Regions from separate parts of the Rattus norvegicus genome. Here region 2 is linked to region 1. The links are chromatin contacts, called in public Hi-C maps. All regions are on one chromosome and are shown on one strand. Each heading gives the region's core, a stretch centred on a gene start, on an enhancer-like site or on the middle of the called end of the contact. The rest is flanking DNA. Distances are from core to core; before and after follow the strand shown.

Region 1 (5,613 bases), core at 1,066-3,565:
CTCTACTACTGAGCTAAATCCCCAACCCCTCAAATAGATGATTTCTTAATCTTTAATGATGATCCTATAAGAATTCCTATAATTATAGTAATTATTGAGCTCTTTTAATAACACTGCTATTAAATCCTTTCTGATCGTCAAAACTGCAATGAGTACTCTGCCAGTCTTCAGTGTCATGAGTTAGTTGCTTCTGAGGTGGTAAGCAGGCATTCTACTACTCGGAGCACATTCTAAGAGGTTGTAAAATCATTAACTAAATGTCATAAAAAGAAAATTGAAGATTATTATAGGTGCTTGGACAGAAGATTAAATATTGACTGGGTTTATCTGCACACAACTTCACTAATAACTTAGTTCAATGAACCTGTGGAGCTGAGACAGGTGATGGATGTTAGCCAGATAATTACTCCTAATATATGCATGTAAACATTCTCAGTTGTAAACTTCTTATTTGATTTATGATTTGAACTTGTGTGTAAACTTGTGATGAACTTTGTACCATGGGATCATGCATCTTGAAAGATGCATAAGTGCTGAGGACAAAGAGAGGAGAGCATTATTCTCTCCTTATCCCCCTCTGCTTAGATTTTTTTTTTTACATCCTGCTTTCCTTTTTTTCTTAGAGAGCTTTCATAGGAAACTTTACAACTTAGAAATTAACACTAAAATCACTTTTCAAAGTGTCTTCCTTTTCTTCCTGTGCCTTTGGCTAGCAAGCAGGCTGAAAGTTAGAGCCTCACAATTCCTGTGGAGCTAGAACGAAGGCTACTTCACTTAATCCCCTGCTGTTTTGGGATGAGGTGCTAAACAGTTTCTTGCCTCAGAGGAACCCGGAAGGCAGATCAGCTACTGAAGCAAGGTGACTTAGAATTGAGATACGGAAGCCTATTGTTATTATACAGTCATCCCAAATACCTCATAAGGCCAAATCTTATCCCCGCCGATGCTCGATGCTCTAGGGGAACCAGAACATGAAGGAAGACCTGTCAGGGCTGCCCCCAGGCTGGCTCACAATTGTCTTTAACTCTAGTTCAGGAATTCCATGCCCTCTTCTCCCTCCAAAGGCGTCAGATACAAAACTCATGCATAGACATATATGTAGACAAAATACCCATATACATAAAAATAGTAATAAAGAATAACGTTACCCAAAATAAATCACATGGACTATTAATCCCACCAGGCAAGAATAAGACTACTACCACAATTTTTGAGCTAAGCAAGCTTTATTAAATACTGGCCAGGACAAGGGACCCTGACCAAGTCCATACCCAGGACTCCCAGAATATGGTACCAAATTACATTAGTCAGAAGCTTAGAAAATCAAAACCTGCCTTCATCTAATCAGGGCAAGCATACATCTCAACATACTTCCTGGCTACAAAACTCCCACCTATGTGTGTACATCCTGTGAGGTTGGAACAACCAACCTTGTTTACAGAAGTGAAAGCAAGTGGCCTGTTATCTTACATGAATAGCCCCCAGCATTACACGAAGTTATCTGTTCTTGCCAAGAGAGGCTTACAGGTTAGAGGCATTAAGACATCTGTTTTATAGATGTCTAAAGCACAGTAATTTAAACTTAATGTATAATTTTAGCCTTCACAGGACAACTCAGGAGTCAGGATGGGAGGCCATAGAAAAGAGAGAGTGGAATTGGTTTTGAAAATTACCAGAAACAACATTCCCATTTGTCAACTGATAATCCACTCGAAAGAGTCAACCATCTTTGACGTTAATTATATCATCTACTTTGGCTTGGCGTCCTCCTTGTATAACAGGGCTAGCACTTATACTACTTTTAAAATGCCTGTCTTTGAGAAAATGCTGATAATGTATGACTTTTAAAATTAAATATAAGTGAACTACTAATAGCTATGTGAAAACCAAAACGATCAGTGTTATCAGAGGTCCCGTAACAAGTCTCTCTTTGACCCCTAGAGATCTAATGTGGGAATTATCTCCGATGAATGTGCTTTCCAAAGCCAGGGCTCCTGCAGAGTTCTGGGTCGGCCCGGACCCCTGCTCTGCGGCCTCCGGAGCATAGGTGGCGCTGTGGTGCGGCCTTTCCAGAAGCCTGTGGCTTGTGGTGCGGAGAGAGCGCACCTAGCAGGAGCGCAAGGGAAGGAACGCGCACTAGAGGGAGCGCTCCTGTAGGGGTGGACTGGAGGGACGGCGCGCTAGTGGGCGCTCACCAGCGGGAACGCAAGGGAGGGCACGCGACTGGTGGGAACGCACCTGCGGGAGCGCGCATTAGAAGGAGCGCACCGGGCGAACCGGAAGGGGAGCGCGGCAGCGGGCGTTCGCAAGGGACGCCGGGAGTCTCTGTGTCTAGCGGCGCCGGACAGGGAAACTTCCTTAGCTTTGCAATTGCCCAAGGTTAGGCTCCGCCGGCTCTCGCAGGGGCGGGTTGTGGTTTGCAGGAGATGCTAAGGTAGGTTGTTGGCAGTCGAATATTCAGACTTAATTGACCTTAGTTATTTATGGAAGCTTCGAAGGCACTTGGGTTATAGTCAGCTCTCCACCTTGCGCAGCGGTGTAGACCACAGCCTGGCAGGGAAGCCTGCCTGCCGACCACAGAAATTTTCATACTCGTTTATAAAGAAGATTTATACTGAGCTCCGTAGGAACCTTGGTGTCCGACCCCGGTCTGCAAAGCTTTACAGCCTTCAGGTACCTGCCACACTGACACCCTTTCCCCAATGTAGGGTAAATTACCAGATGTTTTTCTTTTAAAAGTTATATTTTACAGTAAAAACGGATAGAATTCATTTTTAAAAATCTAAGTGATCTCATAACACCCCCCCACCCCCGCCATCACCTCCCCTCCTTCCCGCAAGACAGGGTTTTTCTGTGTACAGCTGGCTGTCCTGGAACTCACTGTAGACCAGGCTAGCCTGAAACTCCGAGATCCGCCTGCTTCTGTCTCTCTAGTGCTGGACTTATCTTACAGGAGCTACATCTTGTAATACTTTATCAATGCAAAAATACTTTCCTCAGAAATAAATTTTGGAAAAAGATGCTGAGGAGATAGAATGGGAGTCCACTACAATCGGAAGAACTGGACATCGAGGGTAGGAAGCTTGGACTATCTGTAGGATGACCACTATTTCATTAACATCTTTCCTTTTAAGGATGTTAACTACACATCTATAATACTGTAGTCTGTAATACTACTCCTTTTATTAAGTGGAATCGGAGTTGTCACTTACTCCAGAGAGAGAGACAGAGACAGAGACAGAGACAGAAATTCACTTAAGAAGTACCAGAGTTGAGGTTAAGTATATGCCTCCTTTCCTCAAGCCATAAAGTCCACTGACTTTTCTCAGAGTTGTTCATATTAATTTAAACTATTGAAGGTGCCCTACTCCAGACTTGAAGTTACTTTCTTAAGCACTAAAAGAGTGTAATATGTGAAACATAATAACAAGAACATTTGTACTCTCCCTGAAGTCTTTTGTCTATTTGAGGCAATTCTCTATATATTTGAAAATAGATTAATTTTCCTAAAGCAATTCTCATATTGTTTGTATCTTCATACTTTCGCATACAGTGTAGTGTAGGTAGCCAAGCCAATCTTGTTCTAGTGAATTTTGTGTGTATAGCATGGGCAGTTCATTCATGCACACATGGGAAGTATGTATGTAGAATATGTAGAAGCCAGAGGTCAACCTGATGTTGTTCCTCAAGGCCCACCTACCTTCTTTTCAGAGACAGACTTTCTCACTGGGACCTGGGACTTACTGATCCCAAGGAGCTGACGGTCAGTGAGCCCAGAGATGAGTCTGCCTCCCTCTCCCCAGAAGTAGGGCTACAAGCACACACTGCAGGCAGGTTTTTATGTGCATGCTGGGGATCAATGCAGGTCCTCAGCACCTTTAGTGATTAAAAATATATTGTTTGACAGTTATCAAGTATTTATATAATAAGTTTTGGTGTTTTCTCCCTCATTGCTCACATATCCACCCAATGGACCCCTTCTTCCCAATAGGCGCGCGCTCTCTCTCTCTCTCTCTTTCTGTCTAAAATTATTTACCAGAGCAACATCAACTTCTCCACTAAGGAAAATGACACTTCCTCATTAGTTACCTGCTAATAGTCCCTCAGGGAAGAATGGGGTCTGGTGCTTATTTTATGTGAATAAGTGTTTGTGTGTATGTATATGTATGTACCATATGCATGTCTGGTACCCATGGAGGCCAGGAGAGAGTATTGGACCCCAGGAACTACAGTTACAGGTAGTTGTAGCCACCACACAGACTCTAGGAACTGGCCCTAGTCTTCTACGAGGGAAACAAATACTCGTACCTGCTGGGCCTTCTCTCCAGCCTAACTAGTGAATTTTCAAATGTTAGCTGCCAAATATATTGTGGATCATACCCATGAACAATAATTTTGGTATAGTAGAGGAGAAAACAAAACCCATACACCAAAAGATGACTGTCCTTTTTAGCTTGGACTTCCATATTGTGTCATAATTCACAAGCCCATTCTTTTGTCTTGAGGTAGACCCATTTCCCTCACAAGGAAGAAAAGGAACAAAATAAAATACATTCTGTTAGAGAGCAGCATATGAAGTAAGTGTTGCTTAGTATAAATCTTTATAAACAAGAATGAGAAATTCTGTTCATGGCATGAACACCCATGGTCTTGATCAATAATAGATAAGAAAGAAGTGGATGATGGGAAAGGAAGACAAAAATGCAGGCACCTGGACAGATCATAAAGCTAACAGGTGCACACATGGGCTAATCACCAAATTATTTAAGAGTAGTGCACTGACAGTTTCTCATCACCCCCACTGTACGTGCATATCTTTTAACATAAGGAAGGTATAACGAGAGGTTGATTAACGATATATGCAGATAAATAAGAGCAAGTTACTTCAGTGACAAACAGCAACAACAAAAGGGCAGACACTGAAGAGAGCGATGGGAAGGTTTAGAATGTTCAGATGGAAGCTTAACCTGGAAGTAACATTTCATGCGAGTGGTAGTGTCCAGGTAAGTTATCGCTGTGCCCTGGACTTGTGGTTAGTTCTGCAGTTTTTTTGGAATGGAACTTAGGTTTAGTTCTAGACTCATTGAAAATAGCCAATGAGCTTCTCCTAGAGTATAAGTCCACTTGTTGAAGTGGAGGTTTGTTTTCCCACACAGTGCCGGTAATTCAGATGTGAAGAACCAACCAAGATTTTACATTCTTCCTACTTCTTAAACTAGTAAGTCTTAAATCTCCATCCTAGCTACACATACAAAGTTCTGTGGAGCAAAGAAACAGACCAGGACTTTCTCTTACATGAAAAACTCTTTGTCCTTTCTTTGTCTCTAAGATTTATTTATTTTGTATATGTATATTATATATTATATATTACCTATTTATTTTACATATGTGTGTGTTGATTTTATATATTATTTTATACACTGTCGCTGTCTTCAGACACACCAGATCCCATTACAGATGGTTGTGACTCACTATGTGGTTGCTGAGAATTTAACTCAGGACCTCTGGAAGAGCAGTCAATGCTCTAACCATTCCTCTTTTTTTTTTTTTTTTTTTTTTTTGTAGTAGGCTTCAAATCAAAGTTTAATTCACACAATGAAAATTTACTCTTTA
Region 2 (5,613 bases), core at 1,914-4,413, 450 kb before region 1:
TGTTATAAGTCATTTATTACTGTATCTATTATTTCTGAGTAGGTACAAAAATGAAAGTAAGCCATCACTTCTAGAATGTACTGATCTAATTTTTCAGCTTGCTTGATTGCACACAAAACTTACAGCAACCAGGTGACAGATGACTAAGCATGCTATTTTGCTGCTGTGCAATGGCGTCCTGCTAAAAGATCAAATTTACAAGCTTCCCCTGTGGTCAGGCAAGGAAGCTCCAGAGGGAGGGACGATAGGAGGAGTGCAATGCACCTATGGTAGTCATTTCAACTCCTATTAAATGCTGCAGCCACTACACAGATGGGGAACAAAACGCCCCCTGTCATGAATGCATAGTCTAACCTAAGGGTCATACTGGCCTCTCTATCTCCGTTCCCTCTTTTAAGGCACCACAGTAAGCTAGCACTGAGAGCACTGAGTCACCAAGAAGTGAAGAACTATCCAGTTTCATGGTTAATCTAAAGCAGAGACAATACTTAATATCTGTAGGGGTTACAGAGCCCAATCTCTTATTTTGCTTTAGAGTCCTCCTTGTTGGGGAGTGTTTACATGATTGAACGTTAATGAAACATGGACAGTTCACATTTTTCTACATCAGGTCTTTAAGGGTGTTGCTCTGGTTGGAAATAAGGGAAAGTGATCTTGGTTCTTGTTTGATGAGATACTCCCTTTCTTTTTCTTCTCTTAGATGCTCCCCCACCCCGAAGAATCTTCAGCTTGTAGTGTAGCCTAGGATGATCTTGAACTTCTAATTCTCCTGCCTCAGATTATAGGTGTTTGCCATCTCGCTGGTTTGTTTATTGTTGGAGAGTGAACCAGGGCAAGGTAAGCAAGACCTTTGCCAAATGCCCTCCATTTTCAGCCCTGGAGATATATTTCTACAGCAAGCATATTTTCACATAGAGCCTAGAGTTATTTGAGGTGATTTATTTGGAAAATGTGAGATGGTAGGGGTTAAAAATCTACCACACCCAATAACATGGATCATAGTTCTACACAATTAGCATTATTTTCTCTTCGTTCCCTGGAAGAAAGATGTATTCTAGACTACACCCCTCAGGCAATACAGTAATGATGGACCAGCATGCATACTTATTATTTCCTTCCTGATTAATAAAATTTAGCTACAATCTAGTTAAAAATATATAACCTACTTTACCTATGGCTAAGTAATTGTTCCATGAGATGTGAAGGAAAAGGTTTCCACTCATTGGTCACAAAATACACAGCAACATATAAGTTCTATTATGGTTTATTTCATTTCTTGTGGTCATGCAACATTTTAGGTCTTGGTGTTTCATTATTTTTTTTTCCAGAGAGAGAAAAAGAGAGGAGGACGCTGGTATGGCCCAGGGAGTCATACATGCTAGGCAAGCCCTCCACCCACTAAGGACATTCCTAGACTCTTCTTGGTTTGACTGTTTTTTTTTTTTTTAATTTTTTAAATAAAACGTATTTATCCTAGGACTGAAATTACACAAAATGAGATATCTGATGGACACTGTTTTCTTGGTTTTTGTTGTTGTTGTTGTTGGATGTTATTGGTGGTGGTGGGGGTGGGTTCTTTTGTTGTTTGTTTGTTAGTTGGTTTTTGGCTCTACGCAAAATTTTGAAGTAAAAAAAAAATCTGAGGAGGTATATATTCCTTCCCCCAGGCACTTAATCAAAGCTCCAGTCTTATTCTGAAGTGTAGTTAGTGTTAGTTTGGATCACCACAGACAAGTTTTAAAGGAGAAGGGCTTACCAAACAAATATCTATATATACTGGGCTCTAGAATAACACAAAACTGGTCCAATCAATTACTTTGATAGCTCTGGGTTACTACAGACAAATTGTGTGTGTGTGTGTGTGTGTGTGTGTGTACACGCACGCGCGTGTGCACACGATAGTACTTAAAATCTACCTATTAACTTTTCTGTGTGGGATATAAAATAAATGTCTATTCCTCATGCTATGCATTAGCTGTCTAGCCTCACCCAGTTACCTGACCTGAAAACTCACCCACTTTGACCTACAGCATCTCACTCTTAACCCTAGCCTTCCAAACACGGTACTATCCATTTTGTGTGTTTGGATGCATGCTAAACTCTACACATAATCCTTTGTATAGTCTGAAAAGCACCGTACAAAACAGTGTAAGAACTTAACAGATGACAGTTGCTGGGTTTAAAACAAACAACAAAAGAAAAAAGCATACACTACTACCCAAAGGTAGTGTTGATAGGTAGTTTGTTATTAATTCCTTTCTTTTCCTGTAAATGATGAAAAATATTAAACACTACTCATCTGTATTGAAAAGTCACAGTACAGTTACAAACCAAAAGAAGTTAAACATATTAAACGTCAAGGTGTTATTTTCCCAAAAGTTAAAAAACAAAGTGCACTGAATGACGTTTAGAAGAAAACCGGGGTGATGACGTACAGAGAGGGAGGAATTAACAAATTGTGCTTGTTGTGGAGTGAACGTGCACCGTCTGTGCACGACTTAACGGCAGTTACTTGTGCCATACGGACAAAAAGAAATCCACTCATTCATTAACTATTAGTTGAGCATCCACTACCTGCTGACCAAAAAAAAAAAAAAAAAAAAAAAAACCTACTTACAACCAGTAACTATGCTCCGTGGGTCCAGCAGGTTTCCCTAACGCAGATGGCACTATCTATCTAGGTTGAGCTCAACTCTGCCAACGTTATTTCCTGAGCAGCGGTTGGAAGATACAAAGTGCAAGACAGCCTCCGCCCGGCCAGCTGCCACTGACATCTCAAGGCTGGCAAAGCACATTGAAAATGCGACGCCGGAACTTACGGAGTCCCACGAGGAAACAGCGGCGCGTCAAGCAGAGACAAGTTCCGCCCACGTGAAAGATGGCGTTTGTAGTGTCAGCCATCCCAATTGCCTGTTCCTTCTCTGTGGGAGTGGTGTCTAGACAGTCCAGGCAGGGTATGCTAGGCAGGTGCGTTTTGGTTGCCTCAGATCGCAACTTGACTCCATAACGGTGACCAAAGACAAAAGAAGGAAACCAGATTAAAAAGAACCGGACACAGACCCCTGCAGAATCTGGAGCGGCCGTGGTTGGGGGCGGGGCTACGACGGGGCGGACTCGGGGGCGTGGGAGGGCGGGGCCGGGGCGGGGCCCGGAGCCGGCTGCGGTTGCGGTCCCTGCGCCGGCGGTGAAGGCGCAGCGGCGGCGAGTGGGTGAGTGAGACGTGCGGGCGGAGCGGGGCTGCTGCCTCGGTCTGCTTGCCGGCCGGTACCAGCGGGTTTTTTCTTCTTCGGGGTGAACTCCCCCCTGTTCCCCGAGCGAAAGAGCCCTTGGCCTCGCAGGAGTTGCGGGGGCCGCGGCGGTGCGGAGGGGATGAGGATGGGCCTCGTCTACGCTGTCCGCCCGCGCTCCCCGACCCGGAGCTTCTCCCCGGCCTTTGAGGGAACCCTCCGGGGGCTACCGCGGGCGCGGCCTCCAGCACCAGAAGCCTGGGCCCCAGGGGTCTGTACCGGAGGCAACCAGAGCGCTGGCGGTCCTGCGACCCAGTCAGATCTACCGAGGGTCCCCGCCCGGGAGGAGTAAGCGAGGGTGGGATGGAGTAAGGACAGACAGCACGCAGGCAGAATTTCGCAGAAGTTTGCACTGAGTGTGGATGCTTTCTTACAAGGGTTGCAGCTCTTACCAGGGTGTTCCCCAGTTCTGTGGGACTTGACCTGGTTGCCTCACAGTTCCGCGGTTGCACAGACTTACTAAAGGAAGTGACCATTGTGACTTGGGCATCACTTGACTGATGGTAATCAGTTGCAGAGAGAAGCGCACTGATTAAGTCTGCCCACACAGGGTCTGTCTGGCCAGGTCTTATATTCCGAAAAGGAGGGAAATCTTCCGTTTGCCTGAGAGGGATTGCGCGTTCTGTTAGGCGCTTGTAGAATTTTGTTCGGGCAGGTGGATAAATTTCTAGTCACACTGTTCCGGTGCGTCACCAGTTGTGTAAAACGGGTACACAGACTGTCTCAGTAGTACTTTTACTTTACATAAAGGACCCAAAAAAGACTGAAAAATACTTTGAGATAGAATCATTAGTCCACTTGGAAAACTTATAATAAAGAGCACGGGGGGGGGATGTTAATAATAATATGGAATCAAAAAATAATATGAAATCAGAGTATTTGAAATATATTAGTCTTCACCTCAATTAAAGAGGACGTTCCAGGAGGCCCCCAGTATAGCCTGAAATCTTGGCAAGTGCCTACACACACACATCATGTGAATATAGGTGCTTTCCCCTCATTACATTTCATACACGGATGATAAAGTTTAGAAACTAGGCACAATAAGAGATCAGAAATAACTGATAATAAAGTCGAGCCATTGCAGCCAGGCTATAAAAGCTGCGTGAATGTGATTGCTTTGTGTTTCAAAAGTAGCCTACAGCCTTTTCACCCTTGTTAAGTAAAACAAGGATGACCTGAGTGCAGGCTCCTTGGTACTTGGACACCAGATCTGATAACCAAGAAGACGGAGGAATAGTGGCAGACAGTGTGGAGAGCACGAATATGCCAGACTGAAAGGGTGAATCACAGCCCAGGAGAAGGAAGCAGGTGCTTGCTTCACCCTGCCCAGCACCACGTGTCACATTAAAAAAAAAAAAAACAAAAAAAACAAAAAAACAAACAAACAAAAAACCTGCAAATAATTTTTCTGGAAATTTTTCATTTACTATTTTTGAACGAATGTTTGCTACAGGGACTGAGAGTTTATCTGTGGATCAGGAGGAAGTGGGGTTTTCTGTTTGAGACACTGCTAACTAGCACTTCAGTGACCATTGGCACTGTGAGAAAGCTCTGAATCAGTTGGAAACTGCCTGGAGGTGCTGGTGCTCTTATTTTACAGAACGCACACCAGGGGGTGGGGAAGGGGGGGGAGAGAATGAATGAGAATATTACAGCCTGCACTGCAGATTGGACATTCAACAAGCATTTAAATTTCCAGGAGATAAATGTGAATATAACGTAAAAAGTTGGTAAAACAGTCTTTTTGGCTATGCTGGCCATCCGACTTTGCTTTCAGAACATGACCGAATGAATTAAAACTCCTATCTTTTGAGCCTGCCCTACACTCCCATGTTGATTAAATACTGACCAAGTGTTAGACACAGTCCTGGTGTCGTGGATATGGGTGTGAGTCTTGACTGAAATTGAACATTTGTGAAGAGTGACAAAGGCCAGGCTGGCAAGAAGTCCACTGTCTTTACAGGGGTCTTGATTAGTTCCTGTTTGGCCGAGAGGGCTGGTTGATGGCTGTCCCCCCACCTTCCCACAAGCAGTGGAAGCCTTATGGTGGTATAATTCTTCAGCACAGTAGCAGTAAGCAAATGGACTTCCTCAAAGCAGCCTGGAAAGTTGTAGCCAATTTTTTTTTAATTTTACACAGGTTTAAAGGAGAAGGGTGGAGGGTGTTCAAATGTGGCAGTTTCCTAACAGCGTTAATATGCTTATTAATACAAATACACTTTATTAGTTGTGGAAGTATCAGTTAAGCCCTTGTGACCCCTGAACTCTGTTGATAGAGTGATGAACCTTAGCCTCACTCTGGATTCAGCTTCCCTCAGAAGAC

What was found. Hi-C and Micro-C count contacts between places; a contact is called where the count stands out from the background.
Region 2: a contact with region 1 is called in a Hi-C map of liver, with 3 times the contacts expected there. The contact joins the promoter of RGD1359108 here to the promoter of Smim8 in region 1. A contact is called at or near these places in 2 of 12 Hi-C or Micro-C datasets (liver and mammary epithelial cells).

What each region holds. Positions count from the first base shown.
Region 1 is chr5:54,138,431-54,144,043 of GRCr8, reverse strand. Smim8 (small integral membrane protein 8) reads left to right here and starts at 2,315. Exons shown (of 3, transcript NM_001201374.2): 1 at 2,315-2,434.
Region 2 is chr5:54,584,907-54,590,519 of GRCr8, reverse strand. RGD1359108 (similar to RIKEN cDNA 3110043O21) reads left to right here and starts at 3,163. Exons shown (of 11, transcript NM_001007702.2): 1 at 3,163-3,209.